Regions from separate parts of the Anser cygnoides genome. Here region 1 is linked to region 2. A link is a contact called in public Hi-C data. All regions are on one chromosome and are shown on one strand. Each heading gives the region's core, a stretch centred on a gene start, on an enhancer-like site or on the middle of the called end of the contact. The rest is flanking DNA. Distances are from core to core; before and after follow the strand shown.

Region 1 (4,932 bases), core at 1,327-3,826, 67 kb after region 2:
CCAGGTGGTGGGATTAACAGCACTTTAAATTTTCTGTGGAGCTGGATTTGCTCTTACTCCTCTGCTTTCAAAAGCACATTTCTGCTTCACCACACTTTTGAAAATACTTTTGAAAGAAGCTCTTAATAAAAACATATTATTGCTATCATTTAATGACAGCATTTACAATGTATCTGGGATAAAAGATGCTGTTGTAGCCAAGAAGATGGAACTGCTATCTGCATGACCCTAATTTCCCCTCAAATAACTCCCAGTTTTCCATCAAAAGAAAATCAAATTGATAAGCAGATACAAAGCCTTAAACAAAGTGATGTTTAGTGTTAAAAGTTCCCTTCCTCAGCTGAGATGCTATCACCATTACTAATATCATCAAGTTTGGAAGAAAAACTGCAAGCAAGGCTGCAGGTACCTTTCTGGTCGGGATACGTGAAAAATTCATACAAACAGCTGTCTCTACTGCACAGTCCAACTGTGCACAAATTGAGTGAGCCAAAAGAATAGGGAATTGGATTTTTCTCTCCTTTTGCTTTGTCCGAGACTGTGCTCTTACATGCTACTAGCAGAAAGGTAAAATACAAGTATATCAGACAGGAGAGTACTTTAAAAAACTATTGTTATTGAGGAGAAAAAAAAAACAGGTTTGGGAGGACCACAGTCTGGGGCTTTGTCTTTGCTGAGGCAAAGGATTTAAACCTGCTGAAATGTTATCCTACAGCAGCACCAAAATAGAGTAAATAAAGTGAGAAATCGGCAGAGGAAGAGCACCAAGTTCACTGTGGACCCACACTGGAGTTTTTACTGCTTCAGGGATAATCAAGAAAACAAGTGCCCTTAACTTATTAAAAAGAAAAAAATCCACCTTTTTTTTTTTATCCGGTCATTCCCTTCTCCACCCCCCAGCCTCAGCCTGGAAGTGCGTTCAAACAGATTAGAAGCTATCAAGTTCCCAGAAGGGACCTCAAGCACAGCCATGCCCTGCAGATAGCCACCGGCCGCTGCCAAAAGCCAGAGAGGGGCCCTGGGACAAACCCCAGATTCTAACCGGAGAGCAGCTCTGCCGATCCCTTACAAACAGTGGGCAGAGCCCCACGGGCTTTGGACAAAGCCCTAAGAATTGAGGAGGGGTGAACATATCGGCTGCAGAAGGCCCTGGCTGGCATGGACCGCGCGGGACACTAGGAGCGGAGATCCAAGTGTTTCAAAGCAGATGCTTCCCACGACCACCCCTCCAGCTACAGCCATGTCAATAACCCCCAGGAGGAGCGTGCTGCTGCTAACTGAGTATCTTCTCAACTGCCAAGCGGCAGGAAGGCTGCTTAGAGGCGGCTGGCTCTTCATTTTCCCTTCTGTCACCGAAGGGCACCAATGTAAAGGAACTCCTGGGGACAGGATCAGAGGGAAAGGTGGAGTTTCTTTTTCATATCCTCGAATTTCCTGTCTCTTTTCCACACTGAAGTTTAATTTCCTTTTCAAAAAGGGCTTTTGGAGCTTATGAAAATTGACCCAAAAGATTACAAGGGCTTTGTCACCCTTCCAATCTCTCTGAAGGATCCATAATTAGGGAGGTTTTTCCTTTAACATGTGTGCCCAGCAGGCAAATATATAATTTAGACTTACAATTATATGAAAGAGTTATTTCTGTGTGTTGGACACATACACACTCAACCTTGACAAATAGTTGAAAAATCCTGCAAGTCTCAAAGGAGTAAATATGCATCCAGGCATTTTATTTTTTTATTTTTTAACTAGTTTGTTTTCTGTTTCTGCCAAAACTAAAATCAATCATTACAAGGACAAAGGTTCCACGCTCGCTGCTGAGACATCTCCAGCGCAACACCAACACACCTAACAAACAAACTCGGAGATTAGTTATTTATACTCCGCTGGAGACTCATTCTGCGAGCAGGGATGTGCTGGTACCTCAGGCAGCCAGCCTGCTTTCCCCTAACGGAGCAACACTGCCTTCCCTCCCTCGCCGCACAGCCCACCCAAGTGAAAAAAATAAATAAGCAAAGAAATGAATCCATACAAACAGCGGGCTGTGGGACTCCGTTAGGCTTCTCCCCAGCCACCCAGCCACGGAAGGGGGCTGCCCGGAGCCTCTCCGTGCCCCCCAGCCCACCTCTGCCCCTCTGCGGGGATTTTTGGGGGGCGCAGCCCGGCGGGATGGGGCGCAGCCGCCCCGCTCCGGAGCGGCCGGCGGAGGATGCTGCGGGCTCCGGCGGGGCCACCCTCTGCCTCCAGATGATCACAATAACACCGCCACCCCCCCTCCTCCCCCAAAAAAATAAATAATAATAACAACCAACTTAAGCGAACGAGGAGCAGCAGGGGGAGCGGGAGGATTTGCAGGTAAGCGGGGGAGGAGGAGGAGGAGGAGGAAGAGGAGGGAGCCCGGTACTCACGGCGGGGCGCCGGGGGCCGGCTGGCGGCCAAACCCCATGGCCGGGGAAAGGGCGAACCGATCGCTGCCGGATCCTCGCCGAGCTGCTGCAGCCTCCGCTCCCCCGTCCCTCCCCTTCCCTCCCCGGCAGGGCTTCCTGCCCGCTCATATAGCGCGCCCCCAGCCACGTGGAAGGAGCCGGGGCCCCCGGCGGCTCCTCCTCGGAGCCGGGCGAGGCGGAGCCGCCCCCTTCTGCCCCCCCCCCCCCCTCCGCCCCCCTTTCCGCGGCTCTCCGCGGTGCTGCGCGGCTGCTGCGCGGCGCAGGAGGCGCAGGAGGCGCGGGGCGCGCAGGAGGCGAGATGCGCGCACAGCCCGTCCCCGCCGGCCGCCAGCCCAAACTTCGCCCCCGCCCCATCCACCGAGGCGAAATACCTGCTCCTGACACCGCCCTGCGTCGGCCCCCCCCCCCCCCCCCCGAAACGCTTTCGCCCCCCCTCGTTTTCCCCTCCGCGCCCCAAAAGCTCTCCTTGTCTGAAAATTGCGCCCGCGCGGATCCCCGGCGCCGAGCGCAGGAGGGAAAGCGGAGAGAAATTCAGGGCTTCCCGTGGGGAGAGCGCGTTTTGCGTCATTAATGATGATTAAAACAAAAAAAAAAAAAAAAGAGCACATAGTAAATAATGCCTTCTTCGCGTCCAGTATCTGACGTTTTTAAGGTTACTATAAAATGCTGCGGAATTAAAAAGCGTCGTTAAAGAACCCCCAGACAGATACTTGCAACTGGTAAAGTGTCTGGTGAAACTATTTGACGCAATGCCGGCTTTAGGCACCTATCCTGTGGGTGCTCAAAGTCCGTGCAGGTTTCAGCCTCACCAACTTGTTTCCACTCCCTCACTTCTCTGGATTGTCCAGCTTTTCATTTCTATTTTAACTCCGGGATTGCAATTAACAAAGAAATCCTTTGGATTATTCTGAAAGCTCTCTGAGGCCAAAACCAGTGTCAAGTGTTTCAGCAAAATGTAACAATGGGCACCCCAAGGGGAGAGAGCAGATTTGGGCTGGTGTTTGCCCTCCCTGCATTTGCTCTCTTTTCAGTAGGTAACCTGCCATCCTCCAAACAAGCCAACTGCCATCGCGGCTAGGCCAAGAAGCAGAAGTTAAAATAGAAAAATCAGCATTTGCTGTGTACGCAGTTGCCAAGAAGCTATTTCTCCTCGCCTGTGTAAATAAATTGCTGTTCAGCAATGGCTGGCTTGCTCTGAAAGACTCGCGGGGAAGCTAAGCGCTATCACCGTGCTATTGCTGGAGGAAAGAGGAGGCACGGGTGGGAGCGTGGCCAACAGATGCCCCATCCCCAGATCCTCCAATACTTGGGCTGAATAAGACCCAAGGTGTTCGTGCACGCTGAAATGCACTGCAATGGCTGCGTGCTGTCACAGCCAGCATCATGGGAGCGATTGCTGACCCTGCCAGAGCGATATAAATGCTGTCCCCGTTCCAAGGCCAAACTCCATGTAGATGGGCTTACTGGGAAATCTGTCTTCTTATCGCAGCTGATCATACGTGTTTGTTAGGTATTGTACAGAGACACCTATTGACTGCTATAGCTGCCTGTGAAGCAGATTAAATACTTCTGAAAAAAAAAAATTTTGTAACCGTGAAACTAGGATTATTGGCCACAACTGAACTCTGAACTCTGTTCTGACTGGTAAGAGAGACAGGTCATCTACATATATGTTATTTCTGCTGAGAAAATGAACAATATTCTTTATTTAGATGCGCAAGAGGCACTGCAGTTACTTTACACAAATGTCGTCATTAGAACAATGTAATAAGTAGTGAAAACAAGAACGTGAACTTTATAAAGGTATCTGATAGCAATTGACTTTGCCATGTTTGATAGATGGTTTGATCTCAGCCAGTTAGGTCATCTTGCCTTATTTACTTATTTATTTATGTTGCAAACTAAACACTGAACTGCTGTCCTATCTGTTCAGATTTCTCAGAACTGCCGTGGTGTCCTCTGATCCTAAGCCTGCTGTGGCAGCTGAGAACTGCTCAGAGGTTTGAAACAGGTATTTAGATCAGGTCCTCAGCAGCCTCCACAGTGTCCAGAATCTGACTCCGGGGTTAAGGTGCTTTAAAAATCAAGGAGGAAAGAACCCAAAAAAGCATGCAGCATCTTCCTCTGGTTGCTGTTGGTGCTTGTATGGCAAGGAGATGGAAGAGCTCGGTGGGACTGAACGTACGGCCAGTGCTCTCAGCATCTGCTTCACAGCACCTAGATGCAGAACTGTGTCTGAGAGAGCTTTACATCAGTGCAGGATTTCCTTCGATGCCAAACAATTACACAGTGACACATTTTTACCTTCTAGGACTCATTAGTGCTGGACATGGGAGCATCCGCTGTGGGTGGCAGTTGTGATATGGCAGAACTTGCTCTCAATAAATATCTGGGAAAGGCAGAAAAACATTTCAGTGCTGTAGCACATAAAAACACACAGTAAATACCAAAAGCCTGATTTGCAGAAATAAGCAGCAAGTCTGGAGCT
Region 2 (4,703 bases), core at 2,198-4,697:
ACAGTCCATATTTAGATGTCTTTTAATTCCAAATGGAATTCCATTCTTTATGTTTAATTAAATTTCTCTGAAACACATCTTAAACCCTACTACTCACAGACATTAAAAAAATTGGTCGCTGTCACTTGAGCATATCTGAATGTTACTGAGGACTCTGCATCTGTCTGAAGAAATGAATGGGAGAGAAGATAGCAAATAAAGGCTGAGTGGCCAGGGCATGTTCCCGGCACCTCAGTGTGCATCAGTGTCCCAGCATCCTCATTTGATACCCATATATCCAAACATAGCCAGACTTTACCTCGTCACATACGTGGAGTGCAAATATTACAGAAAGAAGGCCTGTGGAAGGGTATCTCCCATGATTCTGGAGCCAGTTTTCATAGACATATTTGATAAAAGATGGATTGTAAACCAGGATCTAGGAAAAATTGGAGAGATGGATTCATTAGTAAAACACCCTAGGAAAAAAAAAAAAAAAAAAACACAACTGCAGCATTTCACCCCTAACAGACACTGTGGGAGGGCAGTGGAGAAGAAAGGCATATTAGGTATTCCCTGAGGTCAAGTGAAAAGGAACTGTACAGTCCTGTAGTTAAAATACATTTAATAATATTTACTATGTGCAATTACGCACAAATTCCTCAGACTCAACACCCCACCTGATCATGCTACCATAAATCTAAGTGATTCATCCTGAAAACAATGGGTATGAGATTGTGCAAGCAAGAAGGAAATTAGGCATCCAGCCCTCCCTTTAGTGCCCTGCTGGTAGCATAGGTGAGCTTTGGGGAGTCTGAGGCCTGAGCAAGGGAAATGTACAATGTCATGCTGGATTTAGGGGGGAAATGTACAAGGAACTGAATCTTCTGCACAGTATGCCAACCATGTCCTGGCCTCTCTAGATTTCCCGGTCTAAGAAAACCCGGAGGTCAGGTATAAACTATCAGGAACCCTATCAGGGTGTGTCAGCTACATTTCTCCTATTTCTCAAAATGCTATTTTTTTGTTATTTTTTGATTTGATTTATTTATTTTTAAGCAAGACGTACATCACGTTTGGTTATCTCCTGGGGAAACTATGGGGACTTCTAATGGAAACTGCACTTAAGATCAGACATGACTGAACAGTGAATCCAAGGACTGGTGGGAGCACTTGGTTTCAACCGTCTTTTCTGAATCAGGCTGAGAGGCTTTTCCCTCCATGCTGTGTTCGTAATTAGAGTGACAGCGTTTCAGTGCTATCTGGTTAGCTGCAGGGATTTTTCTTTTACAGAGTCAGAGGTTAATTGCTGATATTTTATCTGTGTGTAATCGCTTCTCACGGGGTGTTTTGCATTGCACTGTGCGGGAGGAAATACAAGATTCTTGTCTCCCTGCTTGGGAAGCCGTTGCATACCTCCAGCCATACCCCAGGCTGGTGCTATGCAGTTGTGACATCGGTTTAACAACCTGCCATAGCATATCTCACAAGGGTTCTGCAGAGGTTAATGTGTCCATCACCACAGGTAGGGATGAGCTGAGTGATTATTTAGTACCCCACAGAGGCCCACGATTGAAACACAGGGATATAAACTGCTACTGGTTTAAGGTCTCAGCTGAAGCCTTTGGCGAAACCTGGCCTGCTGAATGAAGAATGTGCTTCAGTCTGTGATTTTAATGCTCTTGGACTGACATCATACTGTACCAGCCCTTGAGATACTAGGAGCCTGAGCTCCTCTGAAAATAACCCTTTTCAAAAACTGAGAGAATGAGACCTTCGTTTTGCTGGAAGGTCCGTGGAAGATGAAACATCTTTAACCTCTCCCTACACAGCCTGCCTTGGTTATGTTATAACATGCAGCTATAACAACAAAAGACTTTGCATGGTGGCTAGATGTCCAACATGGGAATGGCCATTCTGCTCTGTCTCCAGCAGTAGGATATGCCTACTAAACCACAGCATACTCTGGAAATGAGTCTGGATGCTGCATGAGCTAGAGCCTCTTCTGACTGCTGTAGGGTGGGCACCGGGTTTGTCCATCTTTCTTTGGCTTTCTCAGGAAAGTGATGTTCACTGACTGATTGCCCTCTGTACACCCATGCTGTGAAGTAAAATGGGTCAAAAGGATTTCTTTAGCCTTGAGGCAAGTGGCATGGCAGAGATTACATCCACATTACTCAGTTCTGTCCCTGTGAAAAACACGTAATGTTCCCTTGTTTCTGCAGTCTTCCAAATTTTGCTTGAACATTGTCTGGAGGAGTATTAATGCACCTGGGACAAAACCAGCCTGGACGTGGCCTGAACCCAGTCTCCAGGCTTGCTTACTCATATACAGACATTTATTACAGCTGTGGCCTGTGGTCCTTCCCCAAGAGCCACTGATACTATCATCATGAGTTCTTCACTGACTGGAAAACACATGACTTTATTTGTTCAGAGTTCACTTAGTTCCTTATTGCAAGGAACTTACCCAGGAATAAGAAGCATCCTTCGTGATCAAATAGTCAAATCATTTTTAAAAAGCAGCAAAGGTTTTCCACAGCTCAGAGTGTCCTTACATCTAAAAGACTGCAATGGGAGGGAGCAGAACAACTGCTGTGGAGAGTGAGCACCACTCACCAGTGGAGCGCCTTAAATCTCCCTGAGCAGTACCAGAGGAAGCAATGCAACCTTCAAAACTGCGGTTACGCAATGACAAAGTCACAAGAACAGTTTCTTCCCGACTTCAATTATTTAGTGAATGACCCATGCCCTGAACGGCACATAGGAGCTCAACCTTTAGCCTTGTAAAGGGTGTGCATTTTGAGTGCAGTTTTTATGATGTCAAGGAATTCCTTGGATTCTTGCAGTCTCCCACAGAGGCAAAAGAACCACACTGAATCAGCAGAACAAATTAATCAGCAGAACAAATTAACAGACCAGCATTGCTCACCTTTTCTTTTTTGACTTTGATTTTCCGTGGAACTGGAACATACGTGCTGTTAAAAGAAAAAAAAAAAAAACAAAATGACCAAGATTAGTAAAAGCCCAACATATTAATATTTTTATGTATTCTCAAAGAAAGAAAGAATATTCTTCAGGTATAGTAATAAATTCAAATGATTTGAAAGTAATAAATACATTTAGTAGTTGGAAAACGAGGCTGCAAGTAAGTAATGCAGCATGAAAAAACTGAGCTCTCACTGAAGCAGAGTTTATAGGAAGATATCACATCTTTTAATTTTCAAGGTACTTATTGAAAGTAGAACATCAAGGATTTAGTTGAATATATACTGTACAGCCATGAAGCCCACGACTTCCAATTCTTGGACCATCACTGTTGCAGCTTTTGCATGTTGATGACCGCTACGGCTTTCATTTAATTTCATGGCAGAAAAACCTTTTCCCACCAGGGGGAGACTTTTCCTCTCCTAATACTTATAATTACCACATGATTTTTCAGAATAGGTGGTAGCAGAGTTCCTCGTTTCTGTGGTTATGTGCAACTCGGGCATCCCAGTACACAGCCCCTCGCCAGTAAGCTATTCCCTGCCTGCCCAGAGGGATGAGGAAGGCTGCCAGCATTTCCTAGCATAAAACTTCCAGGTCATACCTTATGACTGGGTTGAAATCATGAGTCATGCCTTGAAATAAAAAAGTCTTTAGTTCCTTGTGTCCCATGAACAGCGCATGCTGACACCACACAGCTCATCATGAGTGCTGTAAAAAATTCTCCTTGAGGCTGTTTCAAGTAGGAAAATTCAAGTAGGAAAAAAGTAGAAAGGTGATATAGAGGAAATAAGGAGGGCATATTTCACAGACATATAGCCAGGTGCAAAAGGAGCATTCATGACAGTATTTGTAGACAGCTCTAATCCAGCCATGAGACTACTGTAACTCTTGTCAGACGGTAAATTAGTCATGTCAATCATGGGATTTTTATTTTATTTTTTTCAGAAGCAATACTTAAGTCCTGCTGTAACTTAGCTGCAGAATTACATACAACTACATTGCGTACTGGCATGCTACTTAAAGCCAAATGCAGACCTTTGCTGTTAAGGTCATGTAAAATTTGGGCTGCCGAGCAGGCAGAAGGTCATTACCTCTTAGAGACTGGATCAGACTTACAGACCCACTCTGAAATGGGACATCCATCAATCAAGTGGGAGAAGTCTGAGAGAGTCATTCAGCTATCAATTATATCTAATATTAAGGATATCTGCTGTTTGGCTTTTCTTTCGGACAGTGAAGAAAAATTACATGAATTAATACTGCTGTGAGGTAAATAAGATAAATCACAGATTTTGAGTCTTAGGAAATTATTATTTCATTTGAATAGAATACAGAAAATCAAACATTGTATAGAAATCTAATGAATAGGAATGCTTTTCTTTCTATATGAGTGCACTTAGGTTGTGGTTAACCCGACCTCAGCTGACACTATGCAGCCTCTTCACGAGACCTGATGGCCATGCAAGTGAGTGTAAGGTGGTGAATATTTCTTCTCTTCTAAAATAAGTTTCAAATGGGTTTTATTTTTATTTGATCCTTTCTCCCTTTCACCAATGTACAGTCAGTAGTTTCCTCATACACTGTATCTGACATTGTGTTTAATGGGTCCTCATAGGTTTCTACCATTAGTCTAAAATTATGTTTAATGTATTGTTATGATTTGTGTGTTTATGATTGTCTTGTTTTATTACCCCAGAATGTTCCAGCTTATTAATTATGCAATTTCCCCCAAA

What was found. Hi-C and Micro-C count contacts between places; a contact is called where the count stands out from the background.
Region 1: a Hi-C map of granulosa cells shows a contact between it and region 2, with 1.9 times the contacts expected there. The contact joins the promoter of ST3GAL1 here to the enhancer-like site in region 2. A contact is called at or near these places in 3 of 7 Hi-C or Micro-C datasets (granulosa cells and liver).

What each region holds. Positions count from the first base shown.
Region 1 is chr2:155,772,196-155,777,127 of Taihu_goose_T2T_genome, forward strand. ST3GAL1 (ST3 beta-galactoside alpha-2,3-sialyltransferase 1) reads right to left here and starts at 2,577. Exons shown (of 6, transcript XM_066990761.1): 1 at 2,406-2,577. The coding sequence starts at 2,552. LOC106043263 (a long non-coding RNA gene) reads right to left here. Exons shown (of 3, transcript XR_001211591.3): 2 at 4,749-4,833; 3 at 4,045-4,661.
Region 2 is chr2:155,704,199-155,708,901 of Taihu_goose_T2T_genome, forward strand. It overlaps ST3GAL1 (ST3 beta-galactoside alpha-2,3-sialyltransferase 1), which reads right to left. Exons shown (of 6, transcript XM_066990761.1): 4 at 2,912-2,957; 5 at 299-418. Among named protein-coding and RNA genes, the nearest start is that of ST3GAL1, 68 kb to the right of the region's middle. Within about 2 kb of position 3,448, at least 1 of the 3 cell types and tissues checked has open chromatin away from gene starts, as enhancers often do.